2 separate regions of the Mus musculus genome follow, and region 1 is linked to region 2. Evidence: chromatin contacts called from public Micro-C data. All regions are on one chromosome and are shown on one strand. The core of a region is the stretch at or near the end of the contact, and the rest is flanking DNA. Distances in the headings are between cores, read along the strand shown. Region 1 overlaps R3hdm1 (R3H domain containing 1). Region 2 overlaps Map3k19 (mitogen-activated protein kinase kinase kinase 19).

Region 1 (4,581 bases), core at 2,007-4,506, 390 kb after region 2:
TCAGATATGCCAGATGAATATAGTTTGGAGATCTGTGCACCATTGTTGGGAGTTGCAGCTGGAGAAAGGGCTCAATTGCTCTTGCGGAGGACCTAGATTGAGTTTCCATCACCCATAACATGGTTCACAACCTTTTGAAACTCTAGTTCCAGGGAATATGAAGCCCTCTTCTGACTTCCCCAGGCACCAGGCACACATACAATGCATATAGATACATTTAGGCAAACAATATTTTTTTAAAGATTTATTTGTTATATATAAATATACTGTCTTCAGGCACACCAGAAGAGGGCATCAGATCTCATTACAGATAGCTTCGAGCCACCATGTGGTTGCTGGGATTTGAACTCAGGACCTTTGGAAGAGCTGTCAGTACTCTTAACCACTGAGCCATCTCTCCAGCCCAGGCAAACAGTTAATACACAAAAAAACTAAATAAATCCTAAAACAAACAAATAAACAAAAAAAACTTTTTAAGCTCAGTGGCAAATGACTTTGCAGTGCCCTGAGTTTGATCACTGCAAAAAGAAAAGTGTGTAGACATACCCCTTTTATCTAGGTACTCTGAAGGCAAGAGGCAGAGTCTGGCAGATTTCTCTTAGTTCCAGACCAGCCAGGGCTGTATATTGAGATTGAAAAGATGCCAGACATGGTGGCTCATGTCTTTGGGTTTTTTTTGGGGGGCGGGGGGGGCTTGGTTTTTTGAGACAGGCTTTCTCTGTGTAGCCCTGGCTGTCCTGGGCAGAAATCTCAGAAATCCGCCTGCCTCTACCTCCCAACTGCTGGGATTAAAGGCATGCACCACCACCGCCCGGCTGTTAAATGTTTTTTGCCATAAGTTTTTTTTTTTGTTTTTTGTTTTTGTTTTTTTTTATGAGCAAACTAGTGCGTTCTCACCTACAGTGGCAACCACAATATGGCTTCTGTAGAAATAACAGAGTAAGTAACAAAAGATTACAAATTCATTAAATAAATAAAATAAAAAGTATTCTTCTTACTGCTAAGTTGTCTTCTCAGAACATCTCATTTGTTCTTTAGTAGATAGAACCTTTTTTGTTTGTTTGTTTGTTTACATGAGAGAGGGCATAAGGTGGGCACACCTGTGTTGAGATCAAGGGGACCTCATGATGAGTAGACCATGGGCATATGAACAAGAGCAGGTGATGGGCTCTCTCTGTGGGCCAGGGAAACCTGGAAAATTCTCCAGACAGTTGCTTAAGCTATATTATTTCTATAGCTCAGACTCATGTAATATGTTCTGGGCATAACTAACAGCAAAGTAAGGGGGGAGGGAGAGAAGAGTGGAGAGGAGAGAAGAGGAAAGGAAAAGAAAAGGGAGAGAGAAAGAATACAACATTTTTTATCATGTGAGCCAATTTTTCAGCCCCTCAAAGAACTTTAACGCTCCTTTTAATTCCTTTCTCTTTCCATTTAATTGAACTATTGGCTTACTACCACTTAAGCAGCAAAGATAATTGTTATTATTAAGCAATCATCAGCATGAATTTCATATAAATCTATGTGTATGTTGCCAATAATTAATCACAAAGCTTTAAAAATGCTATTATTGGGCATTCTTAAAACATGTAAATATAAACAAATACATGCAGAATCCTCATATATTCACACTTAACACTTAACAATAACTATTGTATTTTCATCTAAACCTCTGCTTCTGCCTCGTCATCTAGAGTTTTATTGTTTTTTTTAGACTTATTTATTATTTTATGGGTATGCATGCTTGCCTGAATGTATATGCAAGCACCACTTGCATGCCTGTTACCCTTGGAGGTCAAAAGAGGGCAGTGGATCCCAAGGGACTGGAGTTTTTTTACTGTTGTGAGCTACCACTCTAGGAATCAAACGTGTTCTTTGCAAGAGCAGTAAGTGCTTTGTACCACTGAGCCAGCTCTCCAGATCATCCTCCTGTAGATACCAGGTATCATTTTATTCATGAACATTTTAGTATATTTATCCGTAAAGAATTCTTTAGATGCATATGCCCATTATGCCAGTCATACCTTTATTATTATTATTATTTGTAATCCCTTAAGTAAAACGAGTGTACCCCATAAATACTTTGCAATTTCTGAATATGTACTAAGAATTGCCTGTCGATAGATTTGACTGATCATATCTATTGTGTTTTCTGACATCTTTGTAATTTCTACTTCATTGGCAGTTACATTTAAACTGGTGTTTTTAATGCAGTTATATGAGATAGTTCCAAGAAATGGATGAAGTTATTAAGTAATACTTATTTAAACTTTTCAATAGGAAGATGACAAAACAGAGACTGATCAGGCTAATATAAATTAAGATCCCTGACTGTCTGTGAGTTCATTATTCTATAACTTCATATCATTAGCCTGAAAGAACTTGCTAAAAGAGAAAACTTTGAAGATTTACAATAAAGCCATATAGTTTGACTATAAATGCCATTCAAAGGATCTCAACAACTTGGGGTTGGTTTTTTTTTTTTAATTGTTTATTTGTTCGTTTTTTTTTTTAACCTAATTATCTTCTATTTTGTTAGAATATGTCAGATTCGTTGTCTTTATTCTTACTACTTTTTTGGTGGTTTGGTTTGGTTTGGTTTTTGGTGGGGTTGGGGGAATTACTTTTTTTAAGACAGGTTTCTCTGTAAAGCCTGGTTATCCTGGAACTCACTCTGTAGACCAGGCTGTCCTTGATCTGCCTGCTGCTGCCTCCCAAGTTTTGTGGTTAAAGGCATGTGCCACCATTGCCTGGCTTATTATATTTTTCAAGAAATAACATTTTCTTCTGAGTCTAATTATTGTCAAAATTGCCATCCTGTCCTTTTTTTTTTTTTTTTTGAGATTATAATTAAATTTCTTCCCTTTCCTGACAAAGATATGTTAGAATAATTTGTAAAATTTTCAATGGTAGGATTAGAGGATATATTTTCAGAGTTTCAGTCAGTATTGTGAATATAAAGTAGTTTTTACTGAGTGATCACAATTCAGAGATTACTTAATTCAGAGATTGTCAGCCAATCTGAAAAAATATATCCATTTAAATAAATTTAGAGAAATGTTTATTTCAAAGACTGTTTGGTCATCTGTTTCTCATTGTGCTGTTTTCTGTGTTTTGTTTTTTCACCCTATAGCTCTGCAGTTGGTTACTTACAACATCCAGGGTCAGAACAAGTACAGTTTCCTCGAACCACGTCACCATGCAGCTCTCAACAGCTCCAAGGCCACCAGTGTGCAGGTATGCCTAGATGACTGATGCAGAGGTCAGCTGACTGGTTCCCAGCTGCCTGGGTGGTGATGTGCACTCTAGTGTCTCACTCATGTCCTGTGTGTTGAGTCAGGTTGTCACATGCAGCTCTCTCCTTCCTTTTCTAATACTAGGTTCATCCTTCTACCTTCATTCTCCCCTATCTATGGGGTTAGTAATCTTGGAGAACCATCCCCAAGCCCTGTTGATTCTCTAGATTTTTCTGGGTAATCTAATAGGCGTAAGGCCTCAACTACTGCCTTTTTGATAACACCTAGTGTATCTTCCTTCTAATGTAACAAAATCATGTAGCTAAAAGTTTAAAGGCATGTCAGACTCAATATTTTCCTTCCCATTTTACTTATCTTACCACAGCCTTAATCTAGTAACCAATGCAGAGATCTCAGACTCATGACTCTTCTGTGGCTTCCTGCAGTACTCAGAAAGTCCCTATTTCCTTACTCACTGTGCTGATTTTAGTGTTCTTTTCATGTCTTTGCAGTAATCTCTTAAGTATTTTGTTTATGTTTTCCTCCGTTTCATCTATTTCCCCAACACAAAAAATTAGTACAGAATTATTATCCTGAAACAGAAATTTCTTCATTTTATTCTCTGACTAAAAAACTCTTCAGTTAGGCCGGCGTGGTGGCTCATACCTTTAATCCCAGTACTCGGGAGGGCAGAGGCAGGTGGATCTGTGAGTTCGAGGCCAGCCTGGACTACAAAGTGAGTTCCAGGACAGCCAGGGCTAAACAGAGAAACCCTGTCTCGAAAAAACAAACAAACAAACAAACAAAAAAAACAAAAACAAAAAAACCCACTCTTCAATTAAGAGGACTGGCTATCTTTCCAGATGACCCTGATTCTGTTCCTCGCACCTACAGAGTAGCTAACATCTGGCTCTAACTCCATTCTTAGGGTTTTGTTTGCCTCTTCTGTCATCCTCAGGCACTGCATGTACGTGGTCCATACACACATACATTCACACAGATAGCACTATACACACAGCATAAAAATCAATTAAAAAAAGAAAAGAAACGGACAACTCAGAATGTGCTACGTTTTCTCCTCCCCCACTAGAAAGGATGTGTGTGCTCAGTGTAACCGTGGCTATCCTGGACTCTCCATGTAGACTATGCTGGCCTCAAGCTCACAGAGATCTGTATTAAAGGGATCATAGGGATGTACCACTATGACCCAACCTTCCCCTTATTTTGGTAAAATACTTTCACAAAATTTGTCTTTATTTGGAAAACATTATTTTAAAAGTTGGGAGCATACATACATACACACACACTTTTTTCTCTACTAGGTCCTTCAAGACATTTAGGTCTAAAG
Region 2 (4,780 bases), core at 7-2,506:
CCTGATACCTCTGGGGTCCTTAGGCATTTGCATGCACATATAAACTCAGACATACATATATACACATAACTAGGAATAATAAAGTAAATCTTTTTTTAAAGCTAAAGTTAACTGAGTGCTGGTTACTCTTCTAGGGTGGCATCTACATCATGGCTCACAGTGTGTAATTGTCCCAGGGGATCTGACACCCTCTTCTGGCTTCCATGGGCACTGTATGCACACGATGCACAGACATACATGCAGACAAAACACCCATACTTATCAAATGTTCAAAAAATAAAAAGGCTAAAATTTACATGTCAAGACTCATGGTTATACTTATTAGTTATGTGGGGTTGTTTATTTATTTAGTTTGTTTGCTTGCTTTTTTGTTTATTTTGTTTTAAGGCAGGGTTTCTGTCTGGCTGTCTAGCTGGTTTTTGTTTGTCCTGGTTGCCTTAGAACTCACTCTGTAGACCAGGCTGACCTCGAACTTGGAGATCCACTTACTCCTTCATTCCAAGCAATGGTATTAAAGTGTGGGCCACCATGCCCAGCTTAAATGTTAAATTTTAAAATGGGAAGTATTTTATCTCTCTTTTCTTTTTAGTTTCCACGGGACTGATGAAAATGTTAAAGCCCTCTTGAGAACACTTTAAGCTTGTTGTTATATGTAGCTTAAGGGTTCTTCCAGGACCGATGAACTCATTGTTTTGCTGAGTCATTTAGGTGGGAACAGCTTTAAATTTGAAAACTTAGCAATGCTAAGGGCTTTGTAGGCGCACAGTTGCTACTGTTCACCTAGAATGCAGAAACCACTTGATTCAGTCCCCCAGAAATCCACAAACTGGCTGTGATGGTGCATGCATGCCTATGATCCAAGGACTCTGGAGGTAGAAGTCAAAGGATCAGGAGTTCAAGGTCATACTCAGGTACAACAGCAAGCTTGCGGCCAGTCTGAGCTGTGTGCCAATCTCAAAACAAACAAACAAACAAACAAACGAAAAACAAGAAAAGCCTCAATAGCTTAAAAAAAGATTTATTTAATGTGGATGGCGTATGGGTGTTTTGCCTGCATGTATATATGTGTACCAAGGTGTCTGTTGTATCTCCTGGCACTGGAGTTACAGATGGTTGTGAGCTACCCTATGTGTACTAAAAACTGAACCCAGGTCCTCAAGGGTAGCAAGTGCTCTTAAGCGCTAAGCCATCTCTCCAAACTCCTTAATAACTAACTGTTAAATCTCCTTGCCCTCTAGTTCAAAGTCAGCTACTCTTAATTATTACCAACCTCTAGAGGGCAGTGCAATGCAAACTATAGCGTTCAACTTTGTGGCCCTTAAGCTATAAAGTCCTTAAGTGGTTTTTTTAGTTTTGGTTTTGTTCCTTTGTGGCCTTTTCTTATGTACACAAACTCTGTACCTAATTATATGGGATTATTTATAGACATGGATTATGCATAGTGACTGAGAGCTATGACTTCAATTTTCACTTGCCAACTAGGTGCAAGCAGGAAAGAAAAAAAAACCAAAAACCCCAGATACTAGAAATTCAAGTGTTAGAGGATACTTCTCTCTCAATGTTATTGTCTGAATTTTTTCCCATTTCTCAAAAATAGGAAATAAGCCGGGCATGGTGGCGCACGCCTTTAATCCCAGCACTTGGGAGGCAGAGGCAGGCGGATTTCTGAGTTTGAGGCCAGCCTGGTCTACAGAGTGAGTTCCAGGAGGACTACACAGAAAAACTCTGTCTCAAAAAAAAAAAAAAAAAAAAAAGGAAATAAGGAATGAAGAGGCAGCTCAGTCAGTAGACTGCTTGCCTTGCAAGTACAAACACCTGAGTTTAGCCCCAAAGCCCACATTTAAAAAGCTAGCTGTGGTGGAACAAGTTTGGAATCCCAGTATTGAGGATGTAAAACAGATTCCTGGAGTCTGCTAGCTGGCTTGCCTAGTGTAACGGGCCAGTGAGAGACCCTGTCTCAAAAAGCAAGGTGGACAGTGCCTGGGAAACAAGTGCACAGGTGTCACTCACTGCAGATGCACAGGTGTGCACAGGTGTCACACATGTGCTGACACACAGGTATGCACCAACACACAGGTATGCACCGATGTTTGTATGTCTCCTAGGACACTGAAGGCCAAGAGAGCTGAGAAAACTGACAAGTAACAAGTATCTTCCCAGGATCTTTACCTGTAACGCTTTATAGGAGCAGGAAAACTCTCCCCCATCAGGGTGGGGTGTGAACGGCAAAGAGTAACATGGGATTTGGACAAAGGTATGAGGTGAGTAGAGCAGCAATCCACACCCTTAATCCTAGAACTAGAGAGGCAGAGGCAGGGGGATCTCTGTGAGTTCAAGGCCAGTCTAGGTGACATAGTGAGACCCTGTCCCCCAAACTTAAACGCATTAAGAAACAGAGACAAAATGAAGGAAAAACGAAGACAGAAAATGAAGAGACCTGTTCACCCCACTACCCAGGAGCAGGAGATGGCCCAGAGAAGCACCTCACAGGACATGGAATGGTTTTCCCATGAATACTTAGCTTCTCCATAAAGTAGTCATCCTTTTTTAAATTTTCTCCACAATATTATTGCTGAAGATTTGACTGAGAAGTTTGTGGGAGCTTGTCATTGTTGTTGAGATTTATGGATTTTGTTATTTCTTTCTTTGAGACAGAGTTTCTCTGTGTAGCCATGGCTGTCCTGGAACTAGCTCTATAGACCAGGCTGGTCTCGAACTCATAGAGATCTGTCTGCCTCTGCTTCGAGAGTGCTGGAAATTAGAGTGTGCACCACCACCACCCTTATTGTTGTTTAATGAAGTCAAACATGCTGGAACTGATCTTACCCCAGTTCTTCGGCTACTGTAGCTTATGTCAGAGGTAGGAAACTCTATAACAAAAGAAACAAGAACTGGGTGTTATTAGTAGTAGGCTGAAGAGTTCATAGATGGAGCAGGAGATATGCGGGAAAGTGTTTCAGAGTATATTCTCCCTGTGTGGTATACATAGTGCTGTGAAGTGATTTCAGAAAACCTTAGCCTAAAGCTACCAGAAGGGGTGTTATAGGTTTGTTCATTTGTTTTTGAGAGCTGGTCTCATAGAGCAGCCTACATGTAGTTAGTACCTTGAATTCCCTAGGTAGCCACGGATACCCTTAAACTTACAATCCCCCTGCCTCCACCCCCTGAGTGTTACAATTACAGGTGTGTGTCCTGCCCAGCTTAGTATGGGAAGCAAACCCAGAGCTTCGTGGATGCTAGGTAAAACTTGATCAGCTGAGCCACATGCCCGGCTCCTACACTAGCTTATTTATTTTTAGTTCATGAAATACTCTTCCCTGAAACACATACAAAATGCATTTCCTTTCCAGCCATTTGCTCCCATTGCCTTCAGTATTGTCATTATTAAGCCTATTGTTAGTCGTGTGTGTGTGTGTGTGTGTGTGTGTGTGTGGTGTGTGTATGCATGCACACGGGCACATATGTGCAGAGGCGAAGGCATCTTCATTCCATCATGTGCCTGTAGCAGTCAGAGGACACAACCATTTGGGCACCACTGTCCTCGTTTGAAACAAGACCTCTCCCTAGCCTGGAATCTGTCAAGTTGGCGAGGCTTCCGGCCATTGAGCCCCAGGGATCCTCTGACTCAGCCTCCCCTGGGCTTCGGTGACAAGCGCATGTCATCATATCTGACTTTTTTTAAAAAAACAAAAAAACAAACAACAACAACAAAAAAAAACATGGGCTTGGGGAATTTAACTCAGATCCGTGTGCTTGCAAGCACTTCACTGAGTTATCTCTCCAGCTCCACTGTAGAATTAAATGCTCAATTTAATATGTTCCCTCTTAATTGTGGTTTCCATATTTTTATAGAGATACATAAAATCATATGAGTAAATACGGCCTGAACAGAGAAGTAAGATTGTTTAGGGACAGGGAACTAACAGGAAGAAGGGGTGAGGAGAGGGAGAGCATGGAAGGATGAGGGGGCATATGCTGTCATACATTATGTACCTGTATGGATACTCTAAACGTACACGCATAAGCAAGAGCTTGACTCACCATCAGATTGCCTTTGCTGTTCTTTCAGAACACAAGGAGCCACCTCCCCAGCTGCAGATGCAGCAAGGCTTGAGTCTAAGCAAGGTCTGGGTGGTGAGAGAGCCACGTCCACACCACAGAGCTCCTCAGAACTTCCGTCTGTCTTCAGAAGTGAAGGCTGTGTGGTTAGCATCCTCCCCGTGAGGCCCACCATCTCCGCGTCATCTGGTGGAGAGACAGGATGCACTTGTTCCCGTTCCTGATGCTCTGAAGTCACCTGACTGAAAGGAGAGAGATGGGGAAAACTCATTTGCTGGTATAGTTCAGATCTCAGGGGGTCTCTCTGTGATCAAAGTTTGGTCCCTTGCATATGACGATGTCGGAGGAGGTGGTACCTAATGGCTGGGAGAATGTCTTGGAGGGGGTTCCGGCACTTGTCACTGTGTTCTCTTCATGACCACCCTGAAGGAAGCAGCCTCCTCCCCAGCCTGCTCTCCACCATGATGTGCAGCTGTCTTACACCACAAAACCAAAGCAACTGTGGAACGAACCTCTGAAACCAAACCAAATTCCTCTCTGTACACTCTCTTAAGTGTTTTGCCAGTTACAGAAAACTGATGGTACATTCCCAGTATCCTCCAGATCTGCAGGTCTCAGACCAGAGAACGTGTTGGGAAGTTAGGAAAATTGGTTCCCACGTGGTCTGGTTGAGTGGGGCTGTGGACTCCTACCAGGAGAAGTCCCCCTGCTTGTCCTGGCC

What was found. A called contact is a pair of places that touch in the nucleus more often than the background predicts.
Region 1: a contact with region 2 is called in a Micro-C map of granulosa cells, with 3 times the contacts expected there. The contact joins two enhancer-like sites. A contact is called at or near these places in 7 of 39 promoter capture datasets (the C10 cell line, the HPC-7 cell line, cranial neural crest and 4 more), 1 of 15 datasets of contacts at CTCF or cohesin (large pre-B cells), 52 of 484 Hi-C or Micro-C datasets (the AML12 cell line, B cells, the Ba/F3 cell line and 32 more), 9 of 115 datasets of contacts at active chromatin or transcription factors (DN3 thymocytes, the HPC-7 cell line, the NIH/3T3 cell line and 4 more) and 3 of 9 other capture datasets (adipose tissue, embryonic stem cells and liver).

Annotation. Positions count from the first base shown.
Region 1 is chr1:128,218,470-128,223,050 of GRCm38.p6, forward strand. It overlaps R3hdm1 (R3H domain containing 1), which reads left to right. Exons shown (of 27, transcript NM_181750.2): 22 at 3,131-3,234. Among named protein-coding and RNA genes, the nearest start is that of Mir128-1, 18 kb to the left of the region's middle. Within about 2 kb of position 3,257, at least 10 of the 459 cell types and tissues checked have an H3K27ac peak or open chromatin away from gene starts, as enhancers often do. A contact at or near this core is called in granulosa cells, where this site is marked.
Region 2 is chr1:127,826,230-127,831,009 of GRCm38.p6, forward strand. It overlaps Map3k19 (mitogen-activated protein kinase kinase kinase 19), which reads right to left. Exons shown (of 14, transcript NM_011737.2): 9 at 4,042-4,301; 10 at 2,827-2,870. Among named protein-coding and RNA genes, the nearest start is that of Map3k19, 26 kb to the right of the region's middle. Within about 2 kb of position 1,257, at least 15 of the 459 cell types and tissues checked have an H3K27ac peak or open chromatin away from gene starts, as enhancers often do. A contact at or near this core is called in granulosa cells, where this site is marked.